3 separate regions of the Sus scrofa genome follow, and regions 1 and 3 are each linked to region 2. The links are chromatin contacts, called in public HiChIP or PLAC-seq maps. All regions are on one chromosome and are shown on one strand. Each heading gives the region's core, a stretch centred on a gene start, on an enhancer-like site or on the middle of the called end of the contact. The rest is flanking DNA. Distances are from core to core; before and after follow the strand shown. Region 1 holds the start of TAP2 (transporter 2, ATP-binding cassette, sub-family B (MDR/TAP)). Region 2 holds the start of BRD2 (bromodomain containing 2). Region 3 holds the start of RXRB (retinoid X receptor beta).

Evidence for each region. HiChIP or PLAC-seq counts read pairs in DNA pulled down with a chosen protein or histone mark.
Region 1: a contact with region 2 is called in an H3K27ac HiChIP or PLAC-seq map of alveolar macrophages. The contact joins the promoter of TAP2 here to the promoter of BRD2 in region 2. A contact is called at or near these places in 1 of 5 promoter capture datasets (fetal liver), 4 of 47 Hi-C or Micro-C datasets (blood, embryonic fibroblasts, epiblast stem cells and 1 more) and 2 of 2 datasets of contacts at active chromatin or transcription factors (alveolar macrophages and skeletal muscle).
Region 3: an H3K27ac HiChIP or PLAC-seq map of alveolar macrophages shows a contact between it and region 2. The contact joins the promoter of RXRB here to the promoter of BRD2 in region 2. A contact is called at or near these places in 2 of 5 promoter capture datasets (fetal liver and liver), 5 of 47 Hi-C or Micro-C datasets (brain, epiblast stem cells, fetal skeletal muscle and 1 more) and 2 of 2 datasets of contacts at active chromatin or transcription factors (alveolar macrophages and skeletal muscle).

The regions. Positions count from the first base shown.
Region 1 is chr7:25,055,508-25,058,323 of Sscrofa11.1, reverse strand. It overlaps TAP2 (transporter 2, ATP-binding cassette, sub-family B (MDR/TAP)), which reads left to right and starts at 1,461. Exons shown (of 12, transcript NM_001206441.1): 1 at 1,461-1,607; 2 at 2,024-2,524; 3 at 2,612-2,726. The coding sequence starts at 2,032.
Region 2 is chr7:25,149,222-25,151,973 of Sscrofa11.1, reverse strand. It overlaps BRD2 (bromodomain containing 2), which reads right to left and starts at 1,316. Exons shown (of 13, transcript NM_001123085.1): 1 at 933-1,316.
Region 3 is chr7:25,241,115-25,243,929 of Sscrofa11.1, reverse strand. RXRB (retinoid X receptor beta) reads left to right here and starts at 1,276. Exons shown (of 10, transcript NM_001190246.1): 1 at 1,276-1,507; 2 at 2,186-2,433. The coding sequence starts at 1,276. SLC39A7 (solute carrier family 39 member 7) reads right to left here and starts at 920. Exons shown (of 7, transcript NM_001131045.1): 1 at 90-920; 2 at 1. The coding sequence starts at 500.

The DNA of each region.
Region 1 (2,816 bases), core at 212-2,711, 94 kb after region 2:
TCCTGGGTTTTCCTTCCATATTCATCTCTCCAGACCTCGGGAAGGCTCATTGTCTGTGCACATTTACCAGCAATTTAATTTGGTTTAGGGTCCTTTCTATGGGAGCTCCGCCTGGAGACGTCTTGGGAGGTCGGTGGTGAATGGTTTGGGCATCTGGGAGAAGGACACTTAGAACAACCGTTTCTGGTGCTGTAGAGTAGGATGAGAAAGCTTCCACCTAACGTGTGGGCCATAATAATTGCCACCGTGGTCCCACTGACCTCGAACACGGTGGAGAGACTGGATAGGAAGTGGAACGATGGACATTCGGGGTTCAGTTTCATGCTGTGTCACACTCAATTGCTAGATGACAAGACCGTGATTGAAATGGAAGAGGAGATAAGAAGGACTCGCTGAGGTGGGGAACATGAGGAAAAAGTAACTAGCTGGGAAAGATGAGACATACGAGAGCCTCTGCGTCACTCTGGAGCTGCAGGAGGGAGCAGGACAATGTCATGGCTCCAAGGAGAGTTGTTCAAAGGAAGAGCTTGTAGGAAGCAGCTGAGCGTGGAGCTTTTCCATTAGAGAGATCCTTAAAATCCCCACATGGACAGGGTTGGAGAAGTTTTAGTAATTCCCTAACTTCAATCTCCCCCTCCCCACTTTAAATTTGAAGTGACTCACTCCTCCTCACGCCAATGACCTTTCAAAAAGATGGACTGGAATCCACTGGACTCCAAGTGATCCTCCCTTGGGGGTTATTTTGAGTCTGGGAGGTAGTTTCAACCTGAATTGTTATTTCTGGAATAAAGCAAGCTTCACAGTCCATAGACAGGCCCTGGATCAGGCAGGACCCATGGAAATCGGATTCCTGTGCTACTCAGTGTTAAAATAGACCAAGAAACAAAGTCCCCTTCCTTCATGTACCGACAGTGCTCCCAGCTTAATTTGGAGCATCAATTTAGAGGTGTCTGACACATTCTCTGCTCAGGAGCTGTTGACAAAGATAGAAGACGACACGGGGTGAGGCCTTCTCAGCTCAAAATCTGTAAGTTGAAACCCATGGTAGGTCCTGGTAGGAGCAGTTGCGGCTTCTATTTAGGAGAAATTCTGTGTGTTTCTTGCTCGGGATCTGGCTCTGTTTTTTCTATCTCAAGAGCCTACAACTGGAGCTTTGATAAGAAAAGAGAGCAGTTCTCAAAACAGGTTCAGGGCTGGGGCAAAGAGAACTTGAGGTAAGAAAATCCAGCGGTTCTCCAACTATTTCGTGGCAATTTTCTTAGTGGCAATTTAAGAAATGCAACCGTTTCCTATGATAGAGTAACTGCTGCTGAGAGTGGGCGATTTAAGCCCGGGCCTGGCAAGTGGAGCGGGACTTGGGCGTGTCCCTGGGTCTGCGGTGTCGCGCGCCCCCTGCTGGCCGCCGGGCACAGAACAAGGCACGCGCTGGGGAAGCGAAAGCGAAAGGCGCGGGGAGCCGGGACGCCCCGGCCCGGAGAGCATCGCCCGCAGATCGAGGGGAGACAACGTTGAGACAGTGCGAGGGGGTTCCGAGCTCAGCCCTCCGAGCTCAGCCCTCCGCACTTAAAGGAAAGATCCCTGGAGCTGCATCGCAGAAGCCGCCGCTGGTGAGTGGGGCGGGTGGAAGTCTAGAGCGCTAAGGGGACGCAGCCCACCTACCGCCTCCCCCGCTCGGTGTACGGTGATTCCTGTCCCTAAGGTCCGGGGGAAGAGAGGGAGCGAGGCAGGGACCGCCCGGCCGCCCGCTGGAACACGGCGGCGGCTGGCAGAGGAGTGGGGCGGGGGTTGGGGGGAGGGTAATGGGACTTTTTTTTTTTAAGATGAGGCTGCAGGTGGTCAGGCTTCCCAGCGCCTTCGGTCAGGCCGAATGCCTTGTGTCCTAGGAGGGAGCACAGGGTACTCGGTAGGGTTGGGTAAATCGAGTGGGAAGCCCATGGGCGCGTTGGGAGGAGTGGGAATGGGGGCGGGGGTAGCGCCGAGGACTGGGACTCCACCCCTGGCACTTCTCCCCTTCTCCCCACAGACCTCGCCATGCGGCTCCCTGACCTGAGACCCTGGGCCGCCCTGCTGCTGGCGGACTCGGCCTTACTCTGGCTGCTCCAGGGACCTCTGGAGGCTCTGCTTCCTCGAGGGCTTCCAGGCCTGTGGCTGGAGGGCATCTTGCGACTTGGAGGGCTTTGGTGGCTGCTGAGGCTGGGAGGGCTGCTGGGATATGTGCGGACACTGCTGTGCCCCCTCTGCCTGGTGATCCCCTTCTTTCTCTCCTTGAGGGCCCTGGTCCCAGGAGCCTTGAGTGCTCCCCCAGCCAGAGTGGCTTCAGCCCCTTGGAGCTGGCTGCTGCTGGGGTCCGGGGCTGCGGGGCTCAGCTGGGCAGTGTGGGCAGTGCTGAGCCCTCCAGGAGCCCAGGAGAAGAAGGAGGACCAGGAGAACAACAGAGCTTTGATGTGGAGGTTGCTGAAGCTCTCCTGGCCGGACTGGCCTTTCCTGGCTGCTGCCTTCTTCTTTCTTGTCCTTGCCGTGTTGGGTGAGTCAGGAGAGGGCGCAGTGAATTGGAGGTGGGAAAAGGCCCTTGGCAGCAGCCTATTCACTGTGGTCCTCATGTCTCTTGCAGGTGAGACACTAATCCCTTACTATTCTGGCCTCGTGATTGACATCCTGGGGGGTGATTTTGACCCTGATGCCTTTGTCAGCGCCATCTTGTTCATGAGTCTTTTCTCCGTTGGGAGGTAGGTGATGGGTGATTTGCTGGCTCCAGGTGTTGACAGGGGCCCTCACTTTCCTAACTCTGTTTTCAGACCATTTTGTGCACAAGGCAC
Region 2 (2,752 bases), core at 67-2,566:
TACTCAGTAATTTGGAAAAGTAACTCTTCCCTCCTTTCCGTTCCCTCCCCCGCAGTACACAAGGAGAGATCTGTTCAGGAATGGGGGAGGGGGTGAAAGAGGCAAAAGACGCCACCCTGGAGAAACCCGAAACCTTTGGAGCTGTGAAATCATTCCAGGTCCTGAGACTCGCTCTCTCCTGTCCCAAGCCACGATTTCCAACCCTTCTCAAGACCCACGTTGGTCCTGGTTTCTGCTCCCCAGGGGACCCCCGAGTTTTCAGCCAGCAAGCCCTCCCCAGTTTGGGGTAGACCCATGCTCAACTAAGACCCCACCAGGGCAACGAAGGCTCCGGAGGCCAGGTCCACGTGAATGCACACAAATTCGATAAAGGACTCGAAGCGTAACCTCCACCATGCCATGTGATGACTGCCATCTCCCTACCGCTGACACAAAGGAAGCACAGAAATGCTCCTTCCAGTCTATGGGGAGAAAGGGAGTGGGCGCCTGGGAACAATCTCAGTTCACAACCTGGGTTGTCAACTCTAAGTATTTACATCTACGGGTAGGAGCTAGTCACCACTCCCACTCCTCAGCCCACTAGGTCACCCCTCCCTCCGGCCACCAAAAGGATCCCTTCTCACCTGGCTCCAGGCTCCTGCACCCCCAAGGGACGAATGGAATGGGGGGAGGGGGAACACACCACCCCCACGCCCCTTTGCCCTCCAATTGGTATGGAGACAGAGGTTGGCCATTCCCCTCCCCCAACGAGGGCCCTCTCCTGCTCGCCCCCCTCCATGCTCCCATTGGCTGTAAACTGTTTGAAGGACAAATCTTCCCATCCTTAGGATTCTTCTCTGAACCCCAAGAAAATCATCCTCCCGGACTCCCCATCATTGGTTAGGCACTTAAATGACTGGCAACATCCCCGCCCCGCAAGGGCCCCTTCTCACCTCGATCCTGGAACCTTCCAGGGGGGCTCCAGTGTTCCCCTCGGCTTGGTGCGGGGGGAGGATGTAATCCGGGGTGTCACCCCCCCGGAAACCGAGGTTGTGTTGGGGGAGGGGGCGTTGCCCCCAGCCCCTCCCTTCCCGACCGAGCTGGGGGGTGGGGAGAGCATCGGGACCGCGCGGCCACGTCAGCTGCACCCAGATTGGCTGACCCAGGTCATGTGCCAGCCGCCCCCCCTCCCCCCGCCACGGGGGCCAGTTTTCCGAAGGTTCCTGAGGGTCGCGCCAAGGGGCCAAAGGAGCCTCAAGGCCCAGACCTTTCCTCACAGACCTAGAGTACTCTAATACCGCCGATTCTCCATATCCCCGGCTTCCTAGCTCGCTGTCGTCGACCCTGTCCCCCCCACTCGCCTCTCCGTACGGGTTCAGCATGGCTGCCGCAGCCCGGGAACCCACACAGCGCAGGCGCAAGGGTGCGACCGACTTGGGGGGGAAGGGAAAGTAGAGCCCGAGGCAGCGGGGGAGAGCAGTAGTGCGCAGGCGTCAGGGCGGGCGCCGCAGCTCCCGCGGCGGGGCTCAGTGCGCGCGCAGTGGGTGGGGCGGAAGCAGGCACCGCGCGCGGACCTCCCGCCTCAGCGGCCCCTCCTCCACTGCCGGCGGCCTCCTGGACTTGGTTCCTTTTCCACAGGTGTAAGGTGCAGCTTGGGACGCCCTGGCCGGAGTCCAGCGGAAACGCGCGCTGCCCAGCTGTTGTCAGTGGAGGAAAATGGGGCCTGGACCTGGAGTTTTAAGGGTTTGCAGGATGGGGTGTAGTGTGGTTCCACGTCGGGAGACGGAGTTTTATCACCACCCTCGTCATGCCTGCGGCGGGGAGATGAGGCGCGGGAGGTTGATGTGGGCATTTTGTTTGACCTGTTTGTCTTAGGCTACTTTATAACTTCTCATTTCCCCCGAATCTACGAAGACTTCGTTGAGACCTGCCAGTGCTTGGACTCCTCTGCCTTCTGCAAAACCTAACACTTTTACTTTTTTTCTGGACTTGCCTCCACCGTTTAAAACTTCTGCTTTTTCTAAGGCTTTACCCTTTGCTCGGTCTTGAAACCCATAAAAATCTGATCCAGTGATGGTTGCCAGCTAAAGCAGATCTTTTATTGTTCATAGGCAATACTCCCTCCCTTGATCCTCAGAATGTGGTTCAGATTTTTTACTTTTAATTCATAACGCCCACTCTCCACAAACGGAACATTACAGAAAGGCCAACTTGCAGAACTCTTGGCTTTCCGACTGGGACATGTCTGTGTTCCTTTACCATTGTACCAGAAGTCCCCTCCAGCTTAAGGAAATTTTTCTTTTTTGACCTGGTCACATTTAGGTATTAGTCTGAAGCTATCCTCCATTTTTCTCCCAATTGGCATTTTTAACTTCTTCCTTTTATGGGTTTCCCAGCCTAAAAACAAGGAAAGAAAGGAAATAACCTTATCGATATTGCATCCCCTTGTACACTCTTATTTACCTCTCAGCTCCCCTGCACAGTCACGACCTGAAACCATCCCCTTTGTACTCTTTTTTACCTCTCAGCTCTCCTGCACAGTTAAGACCTGAAACGGTCTTAATTTTCCTCTCTCAACCTCGTCCCCATTCTTCAGCTCGTTTCTTCTACTACTGAAGCTGTCCTAGCAAAGGTCACCAAAGACCTCCTAATTGGCAAATCAGGAAGCACCAGTTCTCATCTTATTTGACCTCTCTGAAGTATTTGACATTTGATCATGCTTCCTGAAATTCTCTACAGGCTTGATTTCTGTGACCAGTTTGTACTTATTTCT
Region 3 (2,815 bases), core at 27-2,526, 92 kb before region 2:
CCTAGTGAGGGAAAGTCAGGGGTCAAGAGGTGTGGGACTTCCCAACAATCCAGAACTCGCCCCCCTCTGCCCCATCCCGGGGGACTCACATAGGCCCAGAGAGTGACAGTGTCCAAGTCCTGCTTGATGCCTGGAGCCCCAGATTCCCCATAGCCTCCATGGCTGTGCTCATGGTCATGTCCGTGTCCTGGGTGGTAGAGGCTCTCATGGGAGTCGCCATGAATATGGCCATGGTGCAAATCCTCATGTGAATGTCCATGATCGTGACCGTGGGTATGCCCATGCCAGATGCTCTCATGAGTATGGCCATGGCCATGGGCATGGCTGTGTCCATGGTGGAAATCCTCATGTGAATGCCTGTGGCTGTGGCCATGCAAGTCCTCCTGCAGGTCTTCGTACAGGTCGCCATGACCCCCGTGTCCGGCCACTAGCAGCCCCAAGGCTGCCCACGTCAGCAGTCCCACGGCCACCCTGTGGGGGGCCCCCAGGCCTCTGGCCATCACGCTGACCAGAGGGACACAGACAATGACTCCACTTGACCCTCAACTGTATACCTATACAGGGTCCGCTTTACTCCGATAGCGCCCTCTGTCCACGTCTATGGACCGCTTCCCCGTCCCATTCTGTCCCCACCCACATTGTCCCCAAGATTCGTTTTCTTTATCCCGAACCCCTTCCCGGATGTAGGGCCCCCGGGATACCGCTCTAGGCTTTGATCCTCCACTCTTGGACTCTCTGGGCCCTCGTCTCTATGGCCCACTAGTTGAGAAAAAAGGCTTGGAAAGGACAGCAGAGAAAAGCGGGCTATTCTCACCGGCTCCGGGATCCTCTCCTTTCCCGGTTTGCTCGGACGTGGCAGTCCCACCTCCAGCTCCCGCGAGAACAGGGAATTCGGTTCTACCTTGGTCCCAATACTTTACCAATATGGCCGCATCCCGGTAGCTATGAAGCGCGCCTGTCCTGGCGCGCACGCGCGAGTGTGGAGGTTATTTGAGGGGATGCTGGGCGAGGCCGCTTAACAGGCTGGAGGAGACCGCCTCCTCGGTTTCCAACTAGACGAGGGGGCGGGAACTAGCGCGGAGACTTCCCGTCTATACCAAGATGGCTGCCACATCGGCGCTGTCATTTGGGTACAGAGCAGAGCGAAGCGCTTAATTTGACTCGGTTCAGGCCAAAGTCTTTTTCTCTGGGGCTTCCTCGTGCTAGCCGAATTCCCCGATCAGTTCTTGAGAATCCCTGGTACCCTCTCGGCATCCCTACACTCAGCCAGGAATCATGTCTTGGGCGGCTCGCCCGCCCTTCCTCCCCCAGCGGCATGCCGCAGGGCAGTGTGGGCCGGTGGGGGTGCGAAAAGAAATGCATTGTGGGGTCGCGTCCCGGTGGCGGCGGCGGCGGCCCTGGCTGGATCCCGCAGCGGCGGCGGCGGCAGCGGCAGCCGGAGAACAACAAACCCCGGAGCCGGAGCCGGGGCAGGCTGGACGGGACGGGATGGGCGACAGCGGGCGGGGTGAGTGTCCTAACAGACGGACAGGCAAGGCAGTGACCGCGTTATCAGCAGCCCCTACCCCCCCTCCCCTGATGCTCTTTCCCAGGCGCTCCCGCCCCCTTGTTTGTAAACACGCGTCCCCTCCCTCCCGAGGGCCTTAGCGCCCTCCCCCCGGGGCGGGGCGGGGAAGGGGAGCTTCCGCCGTCCGAGGGGTGGCCGGCCGCTTGAGGCCTTACACTCCTGAGATCCCAGGAGTGGGACAGTAGACCTTGAGCTTGAGGATTCTGGACGTTTGAAGGCAGATTCTGCGTCCTAGGAGGGGTCTCTTCCGCCTGTCTCTTTTCCCTGCTTGGTTTGGCTCCAAACTGGGAATGGAGGTGCTGACTGGTCCACACCACGTGCTGCCCCACCCACACGAGATGCCCCAGGCCTGGGGTGACCAAATGCATTGCTTGGAACGTGCCTCACCTGAACTGTCCTCTTCTTTGGCAACCCCTTCCTCTCACCACAGTTAGGAGTTAAGCCGTTGTTTGACAGCAGGGTACCTCTGAACTTAGGAAGGGGTGGGTGGGGTGGGGTGGGGTGGGGGTGCGGTGGGGGATCAGAGAAAGAATTAAAAGTCTCCGGTTGGATGATCGAAGACTCATTTTCTCTTTTTGTCTCTCCTGTCTGTGTCTGCCTGTGTGTACCCCTCCCCAGACTCCCGAAGCCCAGACAGTTCCTCCCCAAATCCCCTTCCCCAGGGGGCCGCTCCCCCTTCTCCTCCTGGGCCACCCCTACCACCTTCAGCAGCTGCATCCCTTGGAGGCTCTGGGGCCCCACCCCCACCCCCGATGCCACCCCCCCCACTGGGCTCCCCCTTTCCAGTCATCAGCTCTTCCATGGGGTCCCCTGGTCTGCCCCCTCCAGCTCCCCCAGGATTCTCCGGGCCTGTCAGCAGTCCCCAGGTGAGAGGTTGTGACCCACTTCCTGCCTCTCCACTTTCATTTCCTGTTTTCCTGTGACTCCACATCCTTGAGTGAACTTCCCCATGGCCCCTTGACCTGCCAGGCCTGAAGTCCTTTCGAGACCCCTTGCCCTTCCTGAAGTGACTGATCGTTCAGTACATGCCTCCTCCCCGACCCTATAAAAGAACCCAGGTGTTCTTGATGTCCCTTTCCATCTATTAGTGATTGTTTTTTTTTTTTTTTTTTTTTTTTTTTTTTTGCCCTTTTTGTCCCAGCTGCCCTTCTGAGATACAAGCCTTCGGGGCCATTGTGTTGCACAATTTCAGGGGGACCTTTATATCTCATCCTCTTTGGGGTTGTGCTCATTGGGGGTGGCCCTTCA